3 separate regions of the Callithrix jacchus genome follow, and regions 2 and 3 are each linked to region 1. The links are chromatin contacts, called in public Hi-C maps. All regions are on one chromosome and are shown on one strand. The core of a region is the stretch at or near the end of the contact, and the rest is flanking DNA. Distances in the headings are between cores, read along the strand shown.

Region 1 (4,536 bases), core at 516-3,015:
CGGCCGGCCGCCCGGGACCCGGGGAAGGGACGGGCGGCGCGAAGCCGCTTTAACCGCAGTCGCCGAGCGGAGGCAGGAGGCTGACCCGGCCGCTTCCTAAGTGCGGTCAGGCATCCCGTGACCGCGGCGGGCGCCTAGGGCCCCGCGGGGGGAGGGAGAAGGTGGGGGCCCGGAGCAAACACGGAGGCCCCCACCTCGTCCCCAGGCTGCTGCAAGTGAGGCTTTCGGCCGAGTGAAAACCCCAAGCCCGAAAGTAAGGGTGGTGGGGGGGGATGGAAGAATTCCCCACTCTCCACCAGGGGTGTGCGCTCCCCGCCCGGAAGAGCTGACCTTGGCCTGGGGAGGCGGGGGTAGGGAGGGAGGGTAAGCGTCGGGGCTCGGCTCCCAGCCCGCCGCCCCCTCGGATTCCTGGCCCACAGGGCCGAAGGAGGGGGCCCCGGACACACACACACACACACACCCCACACACGCAGCGCGCGCCAATGAGCCCGGGCCCGGCGCAGGGGGCGGGGTTTTCCCAGGCTCGAGCACAGCAGCTGCTATTTACCTTCTTGGCTTCTCCCGGGGACCAGGAACCGGCCCCCGCTCTCCGCCGCCCGCCGCCGCCCCCCGCCTCCCTGCCCCCGGGGCGCGCGCACACACACTCACACACACGCACGCACGCACACATCCTCCCGGCCCGGCCGCAGCCGCGGCGGCAATAAAACATCCTGGCACGTGCTCCGGCTCCAGGCGCGCCCACGCCGGCCGGCTGATGTCAAACTGCAGCTCGGCTGGTGTAGCTCTTAAAGGGCCCGCGCGCGCCGGGCGCCGAGACCGCCCGCGGGGCGAGGAGGGAGAGGCTCTTCCTTGCCCGCCACCTCAACGCGCCGCAGAACCTAGAGCCTACAGATGAAAAGGGAAACGGTGGTGAAGGAGGGAGCAAGTCCCTGAGGCATTGCCATTAGAGCCTCCCTTGTTCATTTTTTCATTTTTAGATACCACTTCCTTCCACCCAGTTGGAAATTAATCTGATTGTTTCCTGGGGAAGCGCGTGGTCTAAGGCCCCAATTCCAGAAGAGGAATTTCTGAAAGACGGGGCGGCGGTGGGGTGGGGCAGGGATTCAAGGACTACTTCTATCCGAAAAAACCTGCATTTTAAGTTAGAAGCATTTTTTCCTTTTTCTGCATGCAAAAGGAAAAAAAATTTTGGCCCTTTTCCTGCATGATCTACTCTCACCCTCCTGAATGTATAAATTCTGAGCGGGAACTTATTTAGATGCGTTGGTAACTCACACCCTTACACGCGTTTCTCCCCCCACCCCCGCTTTTAACCACTGCTATTATTTTTTTCTGCACTTAACACTTTAAAAATATATATATGCTTCAAATGAACTTACTACAGTCAAAGCCGCTCTGTTACATATGAGAGAGGGCATAAAGAGCAAAGACCCTGGCTCCAGAAGAAACAGACAAGACCAAAACCAAGCGGAAAAAAGAAAAAAAAAAATAACCCCTTAACCAAAGCCCAGAGGGAGAGTAGCAAAGGGTTAAAATCCTTTTGATTGACGTTGTAGCCTCCGGTGCCCTAGGCTCAGGCGCGCGCCATTGGCCGCCAGACCTTGTGCCTGGCGGCCAATGGGGGGGCGCGGTCCACGAGCGGTGCCGCGTGTCTCCTCCTCCCATTGGCTGAAAGTTACTGTGGGAAAGAAAGTTTGGGAAGTTTCACACGAGCCGTTCGCGTGCAGTCCCAGATATATATAGAGGCCGCCAGGGCCTGGGGATCACACAGGATCCGGAGCTGGTGCTGATAACAGCGGAATCCCCCGTCTACCTCTCTCCTTGGTCCTGGAACAGCGCTACTGATCGCCAAGTAGCCACAAAATATTACAATAAACCCTTAGCACTTGCTCAGTAGTTTTGTGAAGGTCTCAAGTAACAGAGACATAAACAAAATTATTTTTCTTGAAGAACTCCAAAAATAAAATTCTCTAGGGATTAAAAAAAAAAAAGGAAAATGCCAGCTGATATAATGGAGAAAAATTCCTCGTCCCCGGTGGCTGCTACCCCAGCCAGTGTCAACACGACACCGGATAAACCAAAGACAGCATCTGAGCACAGAAAGGTAAGGGCGGTACCTGTATCTCTCTGCAGCCCCTCAAAATTAAGTAGGGATTGGGGGGCTTCTTTCTGTCTAGAAAACCGGGGACGAAACGGCATATCCCATGAGAACTCAGAGCTAATTTTTTTTTATTTATTTGCAGTCATCAAAGCCTATCATGGAGAAGAGACGAAGAGCAAGAATAAATGAAAGTCTGAGCCAGCTGAAAACACTGATTTTGGATGCTCTCAAGAAAGATGTAAGTGGGGAAATGCTGTTCTTTCTTTTAATTAAAAAACAACTTCCTCAGCTACTGAGAGTGACACCCCCCGCCCGCGGTTTCTAGCACTCGCCGGTACTGCGTTCTCCTAGGCGGGAGGGCTCGGCCTTTTTCGCTGCGGTCCCTAGATGTGTCTGCGCTCCGTGGCCGGGAGGAGGGACCCCCAGTACTCTGAAGCAGCTGACACGGGGCTCACTTTCCTTCCTTGCCTCCTCCTATGCAGAGTTCGCGGCATTCCAAGCTGGAGAAGGCGGACATTCTGGAAATGACAGTGAAGCACCTCCGGAACCTGCAGCGGGCGCAGATGACGGGTGAGGGCAGCTTGCCGCGCCCCCCTGTGCGGGCGTCCCGCTCGCCTCGCGGTGATTTCTTCCAGACTTCCGCCCGTGGTTGTGAGAGGCATTCAGCTACATTTTACTGCCTTGGCTCACTCTCGCGTTCCCACGGTCTGGGCTTATTTATAGCCACAACTCCAAGTTGTTACTGTTCCGGAAGGGAGGGAAAAAGGTTGAAGCTGCGAGGGTGGCGGGCGGCGGGTAGGGGCGAAAGGACTTAGGGCTGTGGCGGTTTGGAACTGCATGGAGCCTGGGGGTTAACTGGGTTAGCACTCCCTCTCGTTGCAGAAGGGGAAATGAGGCCCGAATGATGGATTGGGAGGCATTGTCCAAGGTCACGTCACGCGCAGGGGTGGGGGTGACAGATTTGGGGCTGAGATAGGTTTTAAATGCAGCGACAGGGAATCGGGAAGGAGTGGCTCAGCTTTGGCTGCCACGCTTGTGTGGAGAGGTGGCTGGTTTCTCATCCAATCCTCCCTGCCAGAGGCAGTTTCACGGGCGCATGGTCAGGGAGGCGCGCCACAGGGACCTCCCAGGGCGGAGGCAGTGGCCACGGGGCCAGGGCCGTTCGGTGACCCGTCTGTGTCCTTCTGGCCCGCAGCTGCGCTGAGCACAGACCCGAGCGTGCTGGGGAAGTACCGCGCCGGCTTCAGCGAGTGCATGAACGAGGTGACCCGCTTCCTGTCCACGTGCGAGGGCGTTAATACCGAGGTGCGCACTCGGCTGCTTGGCCACCTGGCCAACTGCATGACCCAGATCAATGCCATGACCTACCCTGGGCAGCCGCACCCCGCCTTGCAGGCGCCGCCGCCGCCCCCACCAGGACCGGGCGGTCCACAGCACGCGCCATTCGCGCCGCCACCGCCGCTCGTGCCCATCCCCGGGGGCGCGGCGCCCCCTCCCGGCGGCGCACCCTGCAAGCTGGGCAGCCAGGCTGGAGAGGCGGCTAAGGTGTTTGGAGGCTTCCAGGTGGTACCGGCTCCGGATGGCCAGTTTGCCTTCCTTATTCCCAACGGGGCCTTCGCGCACAGCGGCCCTGTCATCCCCGTCTACACCAGCAACAGCGGGACCTCTGTGGGCCCCAACGCAGTGTCGCCTTCCAGCGGCCCCTCGCTTACGGCGGACTCCATGTGGAGGCCGTGGCGGAACTGAGGGGCTCAGGCCACTCCTCCTCCCAAACTCCCCAACCCACCTCTCTTCTCTCCGGACTCTAAAGAGGAACTTGAATACCGGGAGTAAAGAGGACTTTTTTGATTAAGTGGTTACTTTGTGTATTTTTAATTCCTAAAAAGTTACTTTTCGTAGAGAGAGCCGTATTAAGTGACTGACCATGCACTATATTTGTATATATTTTATATGTTCATATTGGATTGCGCCTTTGTATTATAAAAGTACAGATGACATTTCGTTTTTTACACGAGATTTCTTTTTTATGTGATGCCAAAGATGTCTGAAATGCTCTTAAAATATCTTCCTTGGGGGAAGTTTATTTGAGAAAATATAATAAAAGAAAGAAGTAAAGGTTTTTATGTCTTAGAACTGATTCTTCTAGAATATGTAAAAAGGCTCTTGATGGAATGTGAATTACATGTAATTGGTAATTCAGGAACTGGCTCTTTTGTTATTAAAAGAACATTTTTTAAAAATCCATCAAACCTTTCACCAATCCTCCAGGAACTAAAAAGACTAAATTCCATTAACTTTACAAGCCGCCCTCTGGTAAGACTTCCCTGATAAACTTGTGGTCAGTGTCTTAAGGGATTTCTAAAAATGTTTTCAAGTTGCAGTTGGGTAAGTCTGCAGCCCTTGTTCAGTTAGCTCCTCCTGAGGAAGCCTGAACA
Region 2 (4,536 bases), core at 616-3,115, 180 kb after region 1:
TGATGTCCCACACCTTCATCCTGGCTTTCTGTCCCCGGTGGGGGCTCTGTGTTTGACAGGCTAAACGCCTTCTGAGCTCTTCAGCGGCAGTTACCATCCACAGCCCCTGCCTCAGCTGTGACAGCCTCAGGGCCAGGCTGAGCTCTGAAACCACATCTGCCGCACAGGAGGGGTCCCTCATCTGGATTCAGGGAGAACTGGTGTTCTTCAGTGTAACCCCACTCCCGGTGGAACCCACCCGCCACTCCCTCAGGGCTCCCAAGAGGATCCCACTCCAGACGCCAGCAGGAGCTTCTGAGGAATTAGCCAAGAAAGGGATCTGCCAGGAGCTGGTTGTGTGACCTTGAGCGAGTCCCTTCCCCTCTCTGGGTCTCAGTTTCCCCATCTGGCTGGCCTGGCTCTATGCCATCTGCCCAGTGCTGACAGTCTGTGTCCCTGTGTGACCGCTGGCAGCCTCTCCCTCCCCGGGGCTGCAGGGAGTGCTCCCCTCACTGGCCAGCCAGGGGTGGGGTTCAAATGGAGGAAGCCAGGAGCAACACAGTCCGGGCTCCAGGCAGGAATCAGAAGGGAAGCCTCCCTCTCCCCCCGAGCCTCATCTCCTCTTTCCCTCTTAGAATTATGGGCTGGCAAAGCCAGGGAAGCTATCAGGCATCATCCAGACCAGGGGTGTTCAAGCTTCTTTTATGTACATGGCCTTCCTCCTAGTGAAATCTCACAGAAATATCAGATTGGGAGATGGGGGTAGGGTGGGGAATGGGCAGGGATGAACTATGGAGTGGAAAAGACAGCTCTGGGCCAGACACAGTGGTTCACGCCTGTAATCCCAGCATTTTGGGAAGCTGAGGCAGGAGGATTGCTTGAGGCCAGCCTGGGCAACACAGTGGGACTCCATCTCTACAAAACAAAAAAAATTAGCTGGGTGTGGTGGTGCGTGTCTGTAATTCTAGCCTCTCCAGAGGCTGAGTTGGGAGGATCGCTTGAACCCGGGAGGTCAAGGTTGCAGTGAACTGTGGTCATGCTACTGCACTTCCAGCCTGGGAGGCGGAGTGAGGCCTTGTCTCAAAAAAAAAAAAAAAAAAAAAAAGATAGTTCTGGCGTCCTGGTTGAGGAAACTCCTCCAGCATGGAAAACCCTTCCAGCCAGCTGAGGCAGCTAGACAAGACAGCGTTGCTGCACTTCGCGGAGTTCTCTTCTCCAGAATCAACTCCCATGGCTGCCTTTTGAGGGGAGGAAGGCTGGGATACTAAAGTGTCATTAGCACCCTCCTCACCCCCAACGTACTGGATGCATCTTGCAGACGCAGCCCTATCTGTGCTCGCAAAGGAGGCAGCCCGCTTTACTATCCCGTCTCTTCCACCTCTGTGCATGAGAACACAGGCAGGAAGTATCTGATCCTCGCAGCTCAGATAAGAGAGAAAAAGGAAGGGCAGGAACAGGAAAGGAACTGAGCAGAGGAGACCCAGAAAGGGAAAGGGGAAAGGGGAGAGGTGGCCCTTGCAGCTGACTTGGCAAATCCCCAGGCCTGTGGGATTTCCTGGGACCCTCAGGGTTTTGAAAAGGCAGGTGAGGGGCAGGAACAGCCAGGGACGATGGAAACTGCTGTCGGGCCGGGTGGAAACGGGAAGAAACTCCCGCGCGAGTAGCACCAGAGCAGTATGAGCGAGGGCTCAGTCTCAGAGGGAAGCCCGGCGTCCTGCCTGGAGGCGGCGGGCAGCAGGGCTGGCCAGGGTGAAGCAACCTGTGCCGAACGGCTGCAAAGGCCGAGTCTCCCCAGCACGGAACACATCACTGACGTCAACGCGGCGAGGCCGCGGCTAGCATTAATTAGGTGCAGATGCACGAGGGCGGACAGGCCTGGGCCAGAGGCCGCTCCCGGAGGCCCGGGCCCCGGGTGCTTCGCGCCGCCTCCCAGCCCGGAGCTCCTCCAGCCGCGGGCAGGAGGAGGCCGAGCGGCCGCTGGCCTCCCCGCGGCGCCACAGCGCGCCCTAGTGGCCGTTGCGGGGAAAGCGCTGTCAGAAGAACCACAGGCTCGCGGGCCCCGGAGCCCCGCAGCCCTCATCTTCAATACGCTCTAAGGCTCATTGACCTCACATTAGAATCACTTGGGGGCTCTAAAAAAATCCCGATGCGGCCGGGCGCGGTGGCTCACGCCTGTAATCCCAGCACTTTGGGAGGCCGAGATGGGCGGATCACCTGAGGTCAGGAGTTCAAGGCCAGCCTTACCAACACGGAGAAACCCATCTCTACTAAAAACAAAGTTAGCTGGGCTTGGTGGTGCATGCCTGTAATCCCAGCTACTCGGAAGGCTGAGGCAGGAGAATCTCTTGAACTCAGGAGTCAGAGGTTGCAGTGAGCCGAGATGGCACCATTGCACTCCAACCTGGGCAACAAGAGCAAAACTCTCTCAAAAAGAGAAGTACTGCTCTAAACACCAGTTGTGCAGGCCATACACAATCAGGCTGTGCTGACTGCTGCAAGACCACTTCCCATCCCCCTCGCCCCAAATCTCTGGATCAGAGAGCTGGATAGAATGTCTCAGATTATCTGATCCCATTGTTTTGCAGGACAGATGGGGGAAACTGAAGCCAAGAGAAGGCAATGAATTTGTCCACGGTCCCAAAGTTTTAGGGTGGCCTGTCATCCTGGGTATCTCAACACTCATATGCTCATAAACACCCCCCTTCTTCCCCAGGAGGTAGCACTGTGAGTTCTGTTCTTGATCCACCTGTCAGGCAGCAAGCACTCCAGGGGGCCTGAAGAGGCCCGGGCTCCATCCTGGCTGCTTGGGAGGGCACTGAAGCAGTGAGCAGGGACACAGGATGTCTGCAGCAGAGAATATGGCACAAGGAGCCCCGTGGAAGATGGTTAGGTTTGAAAGCTAGGTGTCAGTCATTGAGAGCCTCCATGATGAGAATCATATAATCATGATTGATTATTCATGAGTATATGAATGTTTATTCATGAGTCTTGTTCATGATTATTCTGAATTCTCAGGGAACGGAGACAGGTCAGAGGCCTATCTTAGCGACACCAGAAGCAAATCCGTACGCACTAAACATTCGGTCTTAACAGTGGGCTGGATGGCTACCACGAGCCACAGCTTATGGTGGGTTTCTGTCTCTTTGTCCTGTTACTGGTTGGAGTTAAATGGCCAATGGAGTTCTATGGCTGTTGTGTTCCTACCTTTGTGCATTGCTACAGCGAAATGCCTGGGGCTGGTAATTTATAAAGAAAAAGGGTCTAATTGGCTCACAATTCTGCAGACTGTTCAAGAAGCATGGCGCCAGCGTCTGGTTCTGGTAAGAACCTTGGGAAGCCTCCACCCATGGTGAAGGGTGAAAGGCAAAAGGGGAGGAGCAGGCACATCCCGCGGCAAGAGTAGGAGCAAGAGGTTGAGGGGGGTCCCAGATGCTTCTAAACAGCCAGATCTCACATGAACTAACTGAGCAAGAACTCACTTGTCACCAGTGGGCTATTAACCATTCCTGAGGGGCCTGCCCCCATGATCCATTCACCTCCTACCAGGCCCCACCCCCAACACTGGGAATCGCCCTTCAACATGATCATTGAAGGGGACAAATATCCCAACCATATTATTCCACCCTGAGGCCCCAATATCATGTCTTTCTCCCATCTGAAAATATAATCATGCATTTGCAATAGTCCTCCTAAGTCTTAACTTGTTCCAGAATTAATTCAGAAGTCCAAGTCTCATCTGAGTCTTAAGGCATGCTCCTGCTACCTATATGCCTATAAAATCAAAACAAGTTATTTACTTTCAAGATACAATGATAGTATAGGCACTGGGAGAAAATGGTCCAAAGGAAGGGGCTACAGGACCCATGCAAGTCTGAAACCCAGTGGGGCAGTCATTAAACCTTAAAATTCCAAAACGATCCTTGACCCTGTGTCCTGCATCCTGGATACACTGGTTCAAGGGTATCCTTGAGCAGCACTGCCTTGTATGCAGCTCAGTATGCTGTCAGTGGTTCTATCACTCTGGGGTCTGGAGGACATCAGCCACCTTCCCACAACTCCAAAAGGCAATGCCTTGGTGGGAATTCCAACCCCAATTTCCCCTCCACACTGCCCTAGTAGAGCTCCTCTGGTGGGGGCTCCACCCCCGCAGCAGACTTCTGCCTGGGCAGCCCCCTTAGGCTTGCTGATACATCCTCTGAAATCTAGGTGGAAGTTGCCAAGCCTCCTTGACACTTTGCTATGAAGAAATGCCTGGGTGCCTGCATTCTGTGTGCCTGCAGACTTAACACCAAGTGGAAACTGCCAAGGCTATGGCAGCTTGCTTTCTCCAAAGCAGCAGCTGGAGCTGTACCTGGGCCTGGGGTCCTTTGAGCCAGTAAGGATGTGGGAAGCAGTGTCCTGAGGCTGAACAGAACAACAGTGCCCCAGGTCTGGCACTTGAACCCATTCTTTCCTCCTAGTCCTCTGAGCGTGAGATGAGAAGAGCTATCTCCAACACCTCTGAAATGCCTTTGAGACCTTTTCCCCATTGTATTGGGTTTTGACATTTGGCTCCCT
Region 3 (4,536 bases), core at 1,310-3,809, 140 kb after region 1:
GCTGGTCTCAAACTCCTGACCTCAGGTGATGCACCCACCTTGGCCTCCCACCAGGCCCGGCCCTGACTGGGACTTTTAACAGCCTTACCCAAACAGGGACCTGAGGAGAGGCTGACAGTGTTATTCAGGAGCACAGATGCACCAGGTAAGAAGAGGAAAGCTGCACGTTGGCTCCTGCTTGCTGCATGCCAGACACTGAGCTAAGTTCTGTCACATATTCCATGTCACTTCCTCAGTCTATAATGGGAAAGAGTCGGACCCCTAAAAATGCAGCAGGTTCCATTCAATTCTTCACTGGCTACTACGAATTCTGCAGGATTGAGTAAACTATGGCTCCTGCCTTTCAGGAAAATTAAGGACATAAAGTCTGAAATCAGCCAAACCTGCCTGGGTGTGAATTCAGACTCCTACAATTAGTGCTTAGGTGACCTTGGGCAAGTGATTCTTGTCTCCCAAGCCTCGGTTTTCTCAACTATGAAATGGGCATCATGATAATCTCATCTCATTGAGTTCTTGAAAGATTCTCAGTTTTCTGGTTGGGCACAGTGGCTTATGCCTGTAATCCCAACACTTTGGGAGGCCAAGGTGGGAGGATCAGGAGGTCAGGAGTTCGAGACCAGCCTGACCAACATGGTGAAAACCCGTCTCTACTAAAAATACAAAAATTATCTGGGATTGGTGCTGTGTGCCTGTAATCCCAGCTACTGAGGAGGCTGAGGCAGGAGAATCGATTGAATCTGGGAGGCAGAAGGTTGCAGTGAGCCGAGATCACACCACTGCACTCCAGCCTGCACTCCTTGCAACAGAGCAAGACTCTGTCTCAAAAAAACAAGAAAAGAAAGATTCAGTTTTCTCATCTATGCTGTTCTCATCTCATTGAGTTCTTGAAAGTTTTGTGTAAGTAACAAGCTTAGCATGCTGTGCAGTGAACGCTGTTAGCATGGTTTGCTGGGTGAACGCTCTTCAACAAGTTCAGCCTGTTTCTTGTTGAATGAATGAGTCTGGGATGCACCCTCAGTCCTATGGTAGCATCTGGGAGTAGCAAAGCATTTGGCATTTGGGAAGGCGGCCCCATACTTCTGTCAGCCCTGAGAAGCCTTCTGACCCTTGAATGGGATGCGCCTCTTCCTTTCTCATACTGGAAATCTCCAGCGACCTAACCTTAGAGGCATCCCACACGCCCTCAGTCGCCAAGAGGGCCTGCCACCACCCCTCAGCATTGCCGGATGTGCGGCTGAGGTCCAAGGTTTGGACAGTTTCCGGGACTGGCCAGGTCACCCTGTGGCTCGGCCGTCTCTGGCAGCCCCACCCTTCCTGGCAGCCAGGCCCTCTGAAATTCTGCCAGAGCCGGGGGAGGGGAAAGGTCTTGCCGGGATGGGGAAGGGCGGGAAGAGGGGGAGCACGGGCCAACTCTGCCCTCCCCTCCAGCCACGCTGAGAATCCATCCCCGGCAGTGCCGACTGCTCCTCCTAGTGGGGAAGGAAGCTCCTCCTGCCACCAGGATGGGGCATCTCTACCAGGCCTGCTAGAGGATTACACCCCCACCTCATCCTAAAGCACCCCAGGGCTAAAAACACCCTCCCACATCCAGTTCCCCCAGCAACTTGGTGATTTTTCAGGAGGCACAGTTCTGACACCCATTTCACAGGTAAGAACACGGAGTCCATCTCTGGCAGTGAGTCTATGCAGGGCTGAGACTGGAAGCAGGGCCTTTGATTTGACTTCGTGTATGTTTCTTCCTGGGCACCACTTTGTTGCTTGTTTTTGTTTTTGTTTTTTGAAACGGAGCTTCACTCTTGTTGCCCAGGCTGGAGCACAGTGATGCGATCTCGGCTCACCACAACCTCTGCCTTCCGGGTTCAAGCGATTCTTCTGCCTCAGACTCCCAAGTAACTGGGACTACAGTCACCTACCACCATGCCCGGCTAACTCTTTTTGTATGTTTAGTAGAGATGGGGTTTCACCATGTTGGTCAGGCTGGTCTCGAACTCCTGATCTCAGATGATCCACACACTTTGGCCTCCCAAAGTGCTGGGATTACAGGCATGAGCCACCGAGCCTGGCCCAGAGTATCACTTTGAAAACTGGCATAGAGAAAAAAATGGCCACCTTCTCACCCATCACCCACCCCTCACACAAGCCTGACACCACCTTCGCAACAGGACTGCTGTGTTTCCTTGCTCTTGGTCACTGGAGCTGAGTGCCCCAGGGTGCCTGATTAAAAGCATAAGCTCCTCACATCTCAGGATCAGCCTTCCCTTCCAACAGCAGGCCTGATCCCACCGCTCTGCAGGAGGAAAAGGCACTCTGTGCTTTGTGGTCACATCCGGGGTTCAGCAAGTCTCATCCCGGAGCTAACTCCATCAAACACAAGCTGTGAGAGGCCTAGGGAAGCTCAGGTGCTTGGGTGGGGATGGTGAGGTGCGGCTCCAGCCCTGTCAACAGAACCCACTGAGGTCTTCAGGCTGCCCCTTGAGACCAGACCCTGTCACCCCTGCCCTGGCAAAGACCCATTGGAAAGAAACCATTTTGGGGCCAGTCTCTCATTAAGGAGGGGGAGATGACCCTTGCCCCGTCTTATTCCCTGAAAACAAAGTCCTTCCTTTGAGCTCTCCAGAGACTGGACTCCTGCACTGAATGCAGCTACATGCGGCCCCCGGGGAGCCCCAGGTCCTGGGGACAGGCCCCAGAGGCCTGGCTTGAAGACTGTGGCTTGGAGGCTCTCCCAGGCCTTGGAGCCTGCTCTCTTCCCTGGGCTAGTGGGGAGGGCCTGCCACCCGCCACTCGCCACCCGGATCCTGTCATGGGACAGAGCTGGGCCTGAGCTCAAGGACAGAACAGGCAGACAGTGATCTGTGTTTTCTGGGAAGGCAGCCAGTCCTCGTGCCCTCGGGCTTCCGGGCACGGAGGAGAGCGGCTGAGCAGGCACCGGCCGCCCTGGCTTGGCCCCCTCCTCCAGGCCCAGGCTGGGTGGGCACGCCCTGCCTCTGGTATCCAGGCTAGAGAGTTGCAGCCAGGAGGGGCCGCCGCACTACACTCTCTCCCTTGCCCGAGGCTCCATAAACTAAACAGGGCAGCATTGAGGGGAGCGGGCACGCAGCCTGAGCTCTGAGCCGTGCCAGCCTGTGCCCCAGCACACACAGAGGCAGCCTTTGGTGGGCACACCCTGAGCATGTCTCATCCTCCCCCACCGCCAGGAGGCTGAGCTGCTTGAGAGCATGGGAAAGGTGCTGATTTGGCCTCAAAACAGCACTGGGTTCCAGGTCCTGGGCAGTGCTGCCATCCGGCCGTAGGACCATGGCACGTCATTTTACCCCCTCAGCCTGTGTCCTCAGCTGTGTCTTGGGGCAGTAAGCTCTGCTCTGCCACCTTCCTAGTTGCTCAGTCTTTTGGTGAAAGGCAGCCGTGGGAGCACTGAAGGCATGAGACTCCCATGAGAGCTCCTCCCTACCTTTTTTTTTGTTTTTTCCAGGATGGAGTCTCATTTCGTCATCCAGGCTGGGGTGCAATGGTGCTATTTCTGCTCACTGCAACCTCCGCCTCCCAGGTTCAAGCGATTCTCCAGCCTCAGCCTCCCAAGTAGCTGGGATTACAGACATCTGCCATCATGCCTGGCTGATTTTTTTGTATTTTTGTAGAGATGGGGTTTCACCATGTTGGTCCGGGTGGTCTCGAACTCCTGACCTCAGGTGATCTGTCTGCCTTGGCCTCCTACAGTGCTGGGATTATAGGCATGAGCCACCGTACCCAGCCTCTCACTACTATTAAAGCAAGAGTTTTATAAAATTAACTGGTTTCATAATTCAATTTCCCATATGAGGGGAAAGGACGGCCAGGGAGGGTGTGAGCCACTGGCCCACAGATTGGAGCTGTCCTCACTCAGCCCCGGAGGCCCAGGGAGCAGCCCGGCCCGGCTGTTGTGTTGGACAGAGTTGGTGTCTGCCCACCTGACAAGTGGGTGACCCTTGGCAGAGCCCCAGGAGGGAATTGTAGGGAGCCTGGAGCTGGCCTCTCATCCTCTTACTTAATGGAGAGATCTGCCTGCCTCTCAGAGGACAAAAGGGACTCTCCTGTCCTGTTCTCCCTCTTGACTACTCAGTGCAAACCGAGGGAACTGTGTTTGTAAGAAAGTAAATGGAGCTTGGACGGACGGGGAGGTCAAAACCAGGCGCAGGAGAATCGTGTCAGGCAGTTCAACCCTGATGGCAAGAACAATCTTCCAACAGCCAGGGGCAGTCCCGTAAGAAGGGATTGGACTCGATCTGACCCCAAAGGGTCTGACAAGGGCCCTAGAGCAAACATCTCTAAAGGGCAGATTTTGACCGAGTCCTTGGCCGGGACACCTCTGGTCACTAGAAGTGTCCTTGCCAGATTGGACACACATGGTATTGGAGGTAATTCTGGAAAGGAGATCACGAGTTAAGGATATCAGAGGATCCTCCCACTTCCCGACAATTCCAGGCTTCTCTGTTCACCACTGGCTGTGAGGTTATTCCTGGTACTAATTAGCAAGCACTGCCTGAGAGGGTTATTTAG

Evidence for each region. Hi-C and Micro-C count contacts between places; a contact is called where the count stands out from the background.
Region 2: a Hi-C map of skeletal muscle shows a contact between it and region 1, with 9 times the contacts expected there. The contact joins the enhancer-like site here to the promoter of HES1 in region 1. A contact is called at or near these places in 2 of 3 Hi-C or Micro-C datasets (induced pluripotent stem cells and skeletal muscle).
Region 3: a Hi-C map of skeletal muscle shows a contact between it and region 1, with 4 times the contacts expected there. The contact joins the enhancer-like site here to the promoter of HES1 in region 1. A contact is called at or near these places in 2 of 3 Hi-C or Micro-C datasets (both in skeletal muscle).

The regions. Positions count from the first base shown.
Region 1 is chr15:23,044,306-23,048,841 of calJac240_pri, forward strand. HES1 (hes family bHLH transcription factor 1) reads left to right here and starts at 1,766. Exons shown (of 4, transcript XM_002758207.4): 1 at 1,766-2,104; 2 at 2,244-2,339; 3 at 2,584-2,671; 4 at 3,297-4,220. The coding sequence starts at 1,997. The coding sequence ends at 3,847.
Region 2 is chr15:23,228,851-23,233,386 of calJac240_pri, forward strand. No RefSeq gene overlaps it. Among named protein-coding and RNA genes, the nearest start is that of CPN2, 37 kb to the right of the region's middle. Within about 2 kb of position 1,866, at least 5 of the 16 cell types and tissues checked have an H3K27ac peak or open chromatin away from gene starts, as enhancers often do.
Region 3 is chr15:23,183,537-23,188,072 of calJac240_pri, forward strand. No RefSeq gene overlaps it. Among named protein-coding and RNA genes, the nearest start is that of CPN2, 82 kb to the right of the region's middle. Within about 2 kb of position 2,560, at least 12 of the 16 cell types and tissues checked have an H3K27ac peak or open chromatin away from gene starts, as enhancers often do. A contact at or near this core is called in skeletal muscle, where this site is marked.